Linked DNA regions of Capsicum annuum: region 2 is linked to region 1. The links are chromatin contacts, called in public Hi-C maps. All regions are on one chromosome and are shown on one strand. Each heading gives the region's core, a stretch centred on a gene start, on an enhancer-like site or on the middle of the called end of the contact. The rest is flanking DNA. Distances are from core to core; before and after follow the strand shown.

Region 1 (4,780 bases), core at 1,710-4,209:
TAACTTGCTTAATGCAGTTAACAATCTCATAAAACTATACTACTATATGAGTTCTAAATTTTATAACGATGACTTCAACGGTTAATAACTGAGTATAAGGCCTTTGATCAAATATTAACTAAGAAAGAAAAAGATTATCTGATTAGTAATCAAATAATTAATGAATCATTTAGTCAAATTGAATCTGGAAATTGGCCAAATTCTTCACTAGAAACCACCTCTCTGAGATAAAGTCTTTTTTGTGCAATTCTAAATGTGAAGTAAGTCTCCGTATCTTATTGGTGAAATTTAATACTTGAAATTCAACAGATCCTCTCTTTTTCTTCTTGAGAAATAACTATCAACGAGATTAACAAAAGTTAATCCTGTCCCAACAACCAACATATAGTATTAGACCTTTGATCAGATATTTTCCCCAATACTACCAAAGTTTTCATACATCATGCCTAAGAATATATCAACAAGATTAACAAAAGTCAATCTTGTCCCAACAACCAACATACAGTATTAGACCTTTGATCAAATATTTTCCCAAATACTACCAAAGTTTTCATACATCATGTCTAAGAATATATCAACAAGATTAACAAAAGTCAATCTTGTCCCATCTCACCTTTAATTACCATTCTAAGAATACCATTTTTCATTTGTGCATCAACCTTCTCAGCTTTACAGCAATCAGTGCTGAACTCAAGACTCCCACCATATTTCCTCCCCGAGTCCTCGGATTCCACTTCAATTTCTCCTCTGCCGGTGAAGTAAACTGTGTTGTCCTCTAACCACACCTTAATCCCATCTTCACTAACACCAGGCATTGCCACTCTCACAAGTATACCATCCTTCACTGTATCAACTTCCAGCACTTCCTTTGGCCCTGCTGACTGAAATGGGTTCTCCATCTTGAATTTTTGTGGAGCACCCGTCACCAGAACTGCAAATAAACACATTGAAATTGAAAAACAGAACTTTGACATTTAACAACATACCTAGTATAATCCCAATTCCCACAACCACAAATGGGGTCTGGGGAGGGGGTAGTGTTTACGCAGACCTTACCTCTACTTTGGAAGGGAGAGAGTTTCCGATAGACCCTCGACTCAAGGAAAACATGGAAAAGCAGTTCGGGAAAAGAACTACGGAAGTGAAGAAGCAAGCCACATCATAAGACTAAGATAACATGACGAAGCAATCTGAAAAAAGAACAATAACTACAACAAAATAATACTATAATCAAAGTAGAAGAAACAGTAACTTTGATATTTAAATGGTAGTAAATAAAAACAACTAGTAGGGCTCAATCTCAAACTAGTTAGGCTGGCTAAAGGAATCACATTTTTTTTTCCCTTTTGGATAACACTGGCATCTGGGCCAGATTTCGTACACCTCAATTTTACCATGAGGGGAGCCTTGGAGTAACTGGTAAAGTTGTTGCCACGTGACTAGGAGGTCACGGGTTCAAGCCTTGGATATAGCCTATGATAGAAATGCAAGGTAAGACTGCGTACAATACACCCCTGTGGTGGGACCCTTCCCTGACCTGCGCATAGCGGGAGCTTTAGTGCACCGGAATGCCCTTTTTCAACTTTACCACCATATAGTTTTGCCTCCCTCAATATAGATATATTGAGTAACTAACTATGCCCGCCGAGACTTAGGCAAGTGAGGAGAAAACGATTATGTGTTTTTGTCTTTGCTAAGATTTGAACCTGGTCTCCAAGGTTTGCAACTTTGCATTCACTTCATGAACCACTACGCTACACCTTTGGATGCTCCAGCCATATACACCATCTATAGAGTTTTGTTAGTAATGGTGGTGTTTTGCCGGCGTCACCTATTCCACCAGATACATGCTACCTCCCAGTAGCGCAGATGCATAGGCACCATGTGACCCTTCTCACCAAAGTTTGCGCAATGTTGACGCAAATGGAGTGAAACCTATAGTTCCATTTTTGGTTTGATCCATACCGCTACTCAATTTCTTTTAGGAAAAATTAGCAAAAACAACATACACAGTGTATTCCCACAAAATCAACGCAATCCATACCACTACTTCAGATGATGTAGAGAGGCTGTTATTCTCTAAATCTCACACCAATTTCTATACTTTAATCGAATCGCTAACAAAACCAAAAAAGACTCTTAACACAAAGTAAATAGAGTTAGATTTTTCAAATGATCACTCCACTAATAGTTCCTCCCTCTATCCCAATTTATAGAGCACAGTTAAAAATTCAAGACTCAAACTTTAAAATTTTGACCGTGAATTCAAACATAGAAGCTTTAAGTTTTTTGACATAAAATCTATATATTTGAAATCTACGTAAAAAAAAAAAAACTATTAATCACAATAATTAATAACTTAAAATATTCAAAAAAATTTCAGTCAAAAGAAAAACTTGGTTTCTCGAAAGTATAGACTACAATCGTGCTACATAAACTAAGACAGACGGAATGTTATCTTAAAAAGTCACTTTTAGCAATAATTAACTGAGTGACCATATGAGAAATCAACCCCACGTAATGTGTCGATAATCAAAGACTCGATACAAAATAGATAATCATCCACTCGATACAAAATAAATATACTACCTAATGTAAATGTACAAATATCATATAACACGAAGCGTAAATAATATCCAAAAAAATGCAAAGTGGATGCATCAATTACTTGGCTCAGTAGATTTCCCGTCCTCGTTGCTCAAGGAATTTGAATCTGTGGTGCTAGTAGAAGAAAAAAGGCGTCTGACTGAAGGTGCAGCAGTAGTAAATTGTGATTTGGAGCTGAGTAATTTGATCAGCGTTGAAGCTCCTGCTGCTTTTCTCACAGTTAGAGCCATTGCCATTTTTTTCCGATTATTGAAACAATATGTTAACTCTCAAGGGTTTTACAGTTTGTTTTTTTTTTTTTTTTTTTTCTGGAAATGGCTTTGATTGAGTTTTCTTTTGCCTTGACCACCAAGTTCAGTCCTATTAGCTACTTGGGCCCAATTTTGGACCATTTGACCCATTTTTAAAGTTTCCGAATAGCTACTTGGGCCTAATTTTGGACCATTTGGCCCATTTTTTAAGATTGTAACTGGATTTGCAAAGTTGAGCTGTATGTCTTTTGGAAACAACCTCTAATCTTCACGAGGTAGTTGTAATGTTTGCACATGTTGTTGTTGTGAGCTCATAAGATTATATATCTAAAAATTACACAAATACACTAAAAATTACACAAATACACAATTTATGTTTCCAATTTAAAGCGTCTACGAATTCTTCAACTAACACTGCAACATTATGTATCTATAGCTATGAATTCTCAGCTACATATTTAAAAATCTTGGCTAATACCTAATAACAAACACACAAATAGAAATTTTGTGGCTAGTTACAATTTCACAAGATTTGTTAGCTACAAAAATCTTCTGATAAAGCTATTTCTTTATTTTTTTGCTATACTTACTAACTATCAAGACAATAATTATCCAAATAGCTACAACTTTATTGCTATGAAAAAATTTATAGCTAATTGTATGTTTTTGTCATGCATTTAATGTTATCGTAGCAATAATAATTCTTTTAGCCACAATAAATTAGTTGAAGCAAAATATTGTAGCTAAATAAATATTTTTGCTTTGAGTTATAATAATTTGTAGCAAAAATTACCCAAATAGCTATAAGTCAATTGCTAGAGTAAAATATTGTAGCTGATTGCAAGATTTTGCCATGCATTTGTTGTTATGATAGCGCTAGTAATCTTTTTTTAGTCACACTAAATTACTTGAAGCAAAAATTTATAGCTAAACAAATGTTTTGGCTTCAAGTTATAATAATTTGTGGTAATAATTATCTGAATAGCTATAAGTTTATTGATACGTTAAAATTTTATAGCTAATAACAAATTTTTGTTGCGTATTTAATGCACCTTTACAATAGCGATCCTTTTTAATTAGAACAAATATTTATTTGAAGTAAATTGTTACAGCCAAATTGATATTTTATTTCAAGTTGTAATAATTTGTGACAGTTTCGAGTTTGATAGTTATAATTATTTGTCATAATGAAATGATATATCCATAATTTTACTGTTGCAATAAATTTTTAGAAAAAATATAAATATTTGTCACGTGTTTGAGGTAATAATATTTTTTTTTCTTTTTAGCAACAACAAATTATTTAAAACAAATGTTACGTCTAAAATAAATTATTCAAATTTTTGTGGCATTAATTGTCAATTATATATTTAAAATAATTTAAATTTTAGTTGTTGTGATTTATAATACTTTTTCTTCTATTCCAATTTAAGTGACACTTATATAATTTCGAGATTCATCCAAATATTTTAAATCTTTTAAATTTTTAAGTTGTTAATTATTGTGATTCATAATTTTTTTTACATATTTTTTTAAAATATATAACGGATTACAAAAAAATAAGACAAACAAATTAAAATGGAGAAAAAAAAATGGAGACAAGAGAAAGGACCAATGAAGTTGTGCCACAACAGACGTGCTAATCTTTAAATTTATTGAGTTTTTAGATTGTGATTTATAATATTTTTATGTATTTTATTTAAATATATAACATATTAAATTTTTGGAAAAGAGATCGGGGGTATCGACTCCCAATTACTGTGCGCGATCGTATACTGAGGTGCTCCCTGCCGGTTGTTGGAACGACGCGAGCCGGGCCGGGTCTTAGATATTTTAAATTGTTAACTATTGTAATTTATAATACGTTTTATGTAATTTTCAAATAATATATGTTACTCTCCCTGTTTAGTTTTTTGTGGCTT
Region 2 (4,780 bases), core at 1,228-3,727, 800 kb after region 1:
ATACATGTATAAGTATGTACTCCTAGCCCACATGACTTGTAGATACCTCTGATGAAACGGATACCTAACTACACAGTATCAAAAGTTGCAAAGTAGAATAAATGAAAGTCCAGTTCTGCTTACCTTTAACAACCAAACTTCCAGTGTTTGAATAAGGATTATCCACCATTTCGCATCCTGACAAAGTGCTTGCATCACCTGAAAAAATCATGAACATTTTTTCATGAGCTCAGTCTTGGCAGAAAAACCTCGAATAAATGAAAGTCCAGTTCTGCCTACCTTGAACAACCAAACTTCCAGTGTTTGAGTAAGGATTATCCCCCATTTCGCATCCTGACGAAGTGCTTGCATCACCTGAAAACTTCATGAACATTTTTTCATGAGCTCAGTCTTGGCAGAAAAACCTCCCTGCCCCTCGCTCATTCAAGTAAGAGGACAAGAAGAGAAAATGTGAATTAAAAGATTCAACAAGTCAAAAACTTAGGAGATAACACGATCTACACATACTTTTCTGACAAGTACATGAATGATATGGATCTAGAACTCCAAACATATATAAAAGGAGAGAGCAAGAGAGACTCCCGAAGGATGGCTCATATTTTGCTGCATGATAATACATTATAACAAAAGGACTGAACAAGGGAAAAGTTAAGGAGGTCCAATTTAGCAGGTACATGCAAATGATAGACACCAAATCAAAGTATCTACTAGACTGATCCTTGCTTTTACCATCAGTAAGTGGAACCTTCAAAATGCAAAAGACAAAAATCCTTGTGAAAGTAAACTACATTCTTTCCAAAATAGCAATGTTTCCATATTACATGGACTGATGGAAACGAAAATATGGAATTCTTCAAAAAAAGCAAGGATGCTTTGAGTTGCAATGCACACATCTAATCAATTGCATACCCAAACTAAAATTAAACCTTTTCAATTCATCAAGAACTAACCAAAAAAGGAAAAAAGCCAAATGAAGCTTACTCTCGTACTCCACCAAAGGCAACGCTGAACTTGAAGGTTCCTGGAACAGAATTGGAACCCAAAAAAATCACTAAACCATAACTAACATGATACTAAACATAAGCAGAGAACACAGCAAATCAAATAGTTCCCATTACCAACACTTCTGCAGTCAATTCTTGATAAGGCTGAGTTGAACTAGCCTCCTTCCTGCATTTCAAATACATAAAGTACATCTCACAACTCCAAATTTCACAAGAAAACTTTTCCTGTTCTGGTGACACCCTAGCTTATTGAAGTGAAAAAGAAAAATCTACTTGATGATTTTAAGATAAACAGAAGATTAAAGCTCCATGTATTTCAATTTATTTGTCTTCCTTTCTTTTTAGTCTTTAAACTTTCAAAAAAAATGTCTCTTTCCTTATTTTGGCAACTCTTTTAACTCTTAACTTTCAAGATGGCATGTTTACGAGCACAAGAGTAAGCGCATTTTGGTACTCCCTCCGTTCACTTTTACTCGTCACATTACGCTTTTCAAGAGTCAAATTGCATGAATTTTGACGAGCATTTTATGATGTATTTTTTCATTATATTAATATGGGAAGTATTGCAACTTATAGTATCTTTCGTATAATTTTCGAACATTGGAATTTTAAATTTAAAATATAAAATTAATCTAATTTAATTTAGCTCTGAAAAATAGTCAAACTGACTCTCGTGAATGAACATGACATGTAAAAGTGAACGGAGAGAGTACATTCTAAAATACTTTTAGTTAAAACGACATAATTCAAAAATCTTTTTTAAACTCTCTATCACGTTAATCAGACAAACAAACAAAAACGAAGAAAGTAATAAAATCACCTCATTTTTGCAATATAATCCTGGTGAGACATAGGCAAATTATTCTCCTCCACTTCATTGTTCTGCTGCACCTTACATTTCCGTTCTCGTCGGCACCGTTTCCTGTTTCCGGTTTTTTCCTCAACGGAATTCGTCTCAACCGGAGGAGCAACGTTACCCGTGACAACATTATAAGCTGCAAAATAGGGAAAAAAAAAACGAATTACTCCATATTAAAGAACAATTAAGAAAATATAACACCTACATAGCTGGCAAGTATCTGTTAGCTAATGGGAGGTTTCAGGTATTTCGTGAGTGATGTAAATTTAATCTAGTTCTATAAAAATTGATCTGGGCACTACGGTTACTTAAAAAAATAGAAAACCTAAATGAAGTGACATATTTCATGATTTGATATATAAAAAGTTGGTTCGAACATTATGATTATAAAAAAAAAAGTAAACAATGAATAAGAATTGAAACCTTGGAGATTTTGAATAGCAGAATTAAGATTGAAGGCTTTGTTGTATGCATAAGAAGGGTTCTTGTAGAAGTTGGTTCGATTCGCCATTTTCTTCTTTTGCCTTTCTGTGATTTTAGCTCAAGATATTAAACTGAAAAAAAGGTGACCAAATGATTTCGCTTGGAAAAGGACCAAAATAGTCCCTAATGTTTGGCCATTAAATTAAAATGGTCCTTTAAATTATAATAAATTCTGTTAGCAAAATTAAAGATAAATTGATCCTTTCGGTCAAAATTAAAGACAAAAATATGCATTTTCCTGTTTTATAAATCTTGATAATTTTACTAGCCGATATTTGAATATAAGCAAATTATTTCTCACCTCTCACTTAATTTTCCAAATTTTATTTTTACTCTTATCAATCTATATCTATATCTATAATCTATAATCTATAATATATTAAAAGTGTGAAGGCCTTTAAAAATATGATTTAAACTTTTTGCCCTTTATTAAAAGTTTTTGCTTTAGATAAAATCGTTTTTTCATTATTTTTTCTAATATTTTATATTTAAGAATTGAAAATTAATTAAATATATTTATGGTAAAACCTTTTCATATTAGAAGCCGTCATAATTAATGACAACTAAAAAAATTTTCATAAAACTATTTAAGTAAACTATATGGTAAGATAAAATAAAACTATTTAAGGAGTTAGTATTATATACCGTAAATAGTATATTAACATTGTGTCTTTAATTTGGTTTGGGGTTTTGAGTAGTTAAAGTTTAGAATTCTTTATACCATACATATATAGAGATCTATAATCTATATTTATCTATAATATATTAAAATTGTGAATGTATATATATATATATATCATCTTTGTTTTTTATTCAAGTTATTTCTTAGGGTCAAAATTTTTGCTCAGACGAGAATTATTTTCATCAAATCAGAAGCTTTCTAACCACTATTGTATTATTTTGTTGTAGTTTACAGGTCGTAAATGAATTTACAGGTGAGCAGAAGCAAGACAGAGTATGTGGAATGTAAGTTTAATGACGTGAGGCGGGAGAACGAGGTAGTAGTGAAGCTGGAAGCACAGGAGGTATGTAAGAGGGATAAGTTCAAGTATCTCGGGTCCGTGATCCAGAGTAACGGTGAGATTGACGAGGATGTCTCGCACCGTATTGGGGCGGGATGGATGAAGTGGAAACTCGCGTCGAGGGTGCTGTGTGATAAGAAGGTGCCGCCCAAGCTTAAAGGCAAATTCTATAGAGTGGTAGTCCGTCCGGCCTTGCTGTATGGAGCGGAGTGTTGGCCAGTTAAGAACTCCCACATCCAAAAAATGAAGGTGGCAGAAATGCGGATGTTGCGCTGGATGTGCGGACTGACTCGAGGGGATAGAGTTCGGAATGAGACTATCCGGGAGAAGGTTGGTGTGACTTCAGTGGAGTGTAAGATGCGGGAAGCACGATTAAGATGGTTCGGACACGTGAAGAGGAGGGGCATGGATGCCCCGGTCCGTAGGTGTGAGAGGCTAGCGTTGGATGGTTTTAGGCGGGGTAGGGGTAGGCCGAAGAAGTACTGGGTTGAGGTGATTAGGCGGGATATGGAACAGTTACAGCTCACCGAGGACATGACCCTAGATAGGAAGGTCTGGAAGACGCGAATTACGGCAGAAGAGTAGGGCCAGATTGGGTCGCTAGTGTAGGGAATTACTTGGTGGGTTTTTTTTTTTTTTTTTTTTTTTTTATTCCCGTTATGATTCCGTATTCAGTGTTCCATGCTTATTACGAATCTGTGTGCTTTCCTCTGCTTTCCTCTGTTTTATATTCCTTATGGGTGCCGTATTTATGTTATGTCATCTGCTTCTGTGCTTTACTATGTGTTTGTGTGATATCTTGTGCCTTGAGCCGGGGGTCTTTCGGAAACAACCTTTCTACTTCATCAGAGGTAGAGGTATGGACTGCGTACATCTTACCCCCCCAGACCCCACTAAGTGGGAATACACTGGGTTTGTTGTTGTTGTTGTAGATGAATGTCGGTAGGCTTTGAGGAATTTTTAAATAAAGGTTAGGTTTAATTGTATTATATTTATATTTCTGAAAAAAAATTTGTGTAAAGATTAAATTTAATTATATTATTTTGATGTCTCTATCATCGTACTGTTTTGTTGCAGTTTATAGGTGGTAAATGAATGTCGATCGGCTTTGACAAACTTTTTCATAAAGGTTAAGCTTAATTAAATAAATTCTCCAAAAGATGTTGAATTAAATTATTGTATTCATCTTTATTATTTAAATAAATATCCTATTTAGTGTATCGTTTGAACTCAATAAAGTGTGGTACACGTAAAGTAGTAATCTGAAAAGTTTGAGAAGATATAGAAAGCAATTCAATCAAAATAATTCTTATATTAAATTGTTTATAATAAACACATCAAAACCTTTAAATGACATTTTATTCTGCATTTAATTTATTTTACATGTAGACTATACAAATAAAATTACTTGT

Evidence for each region. Hi-C and Micro-C count contacts between places; a contact is called where the count stands out from the background.
Region 2: a contact with region 1 is called in a Hi-C map of leaf, with 4 times the contacts expected there. The contact joins the promoter of LOC107867563 here to the promoter of LOC107852746 in region 1. A contact is called at or near these places in 4 of 5 Hi-C or Micro-C datasets (bud, leaf and pericarp).

The regions. Positions count from the first base shown.
Region 1 is chr1:10,240,090-10,244,869 of UCD10Xv1.1, reverse strand. It overlaps LOC107852746 (14.7 kDa heat shock protein), which reads right to left and starts at 2,959. Exons shown (of 2, transcript XM_016697789.2): 1 at 2,669-2,959; 2 at 296-931. The coding sequence starts at 2,843. The coding sequence ends at 594. It overlaps LOC107852730, which reads left to right. Exons shown (of 3, transcript XM_016697773.2): 3 at 1-3.
Region 2 is chr1:9,442,378-9,447,157 of UCD10Xv1.1, reverse strand. LOC107867563 reads right to left here and starts at 2,477. Exons shown (of 17, transcript XR_001673242.2): 1 at 2,287-2,477; 2 at 1,825-1,999; 3 at 1,119-1,170; 4 at 982-1,021; 5 at 280-354; 6 at 124-198.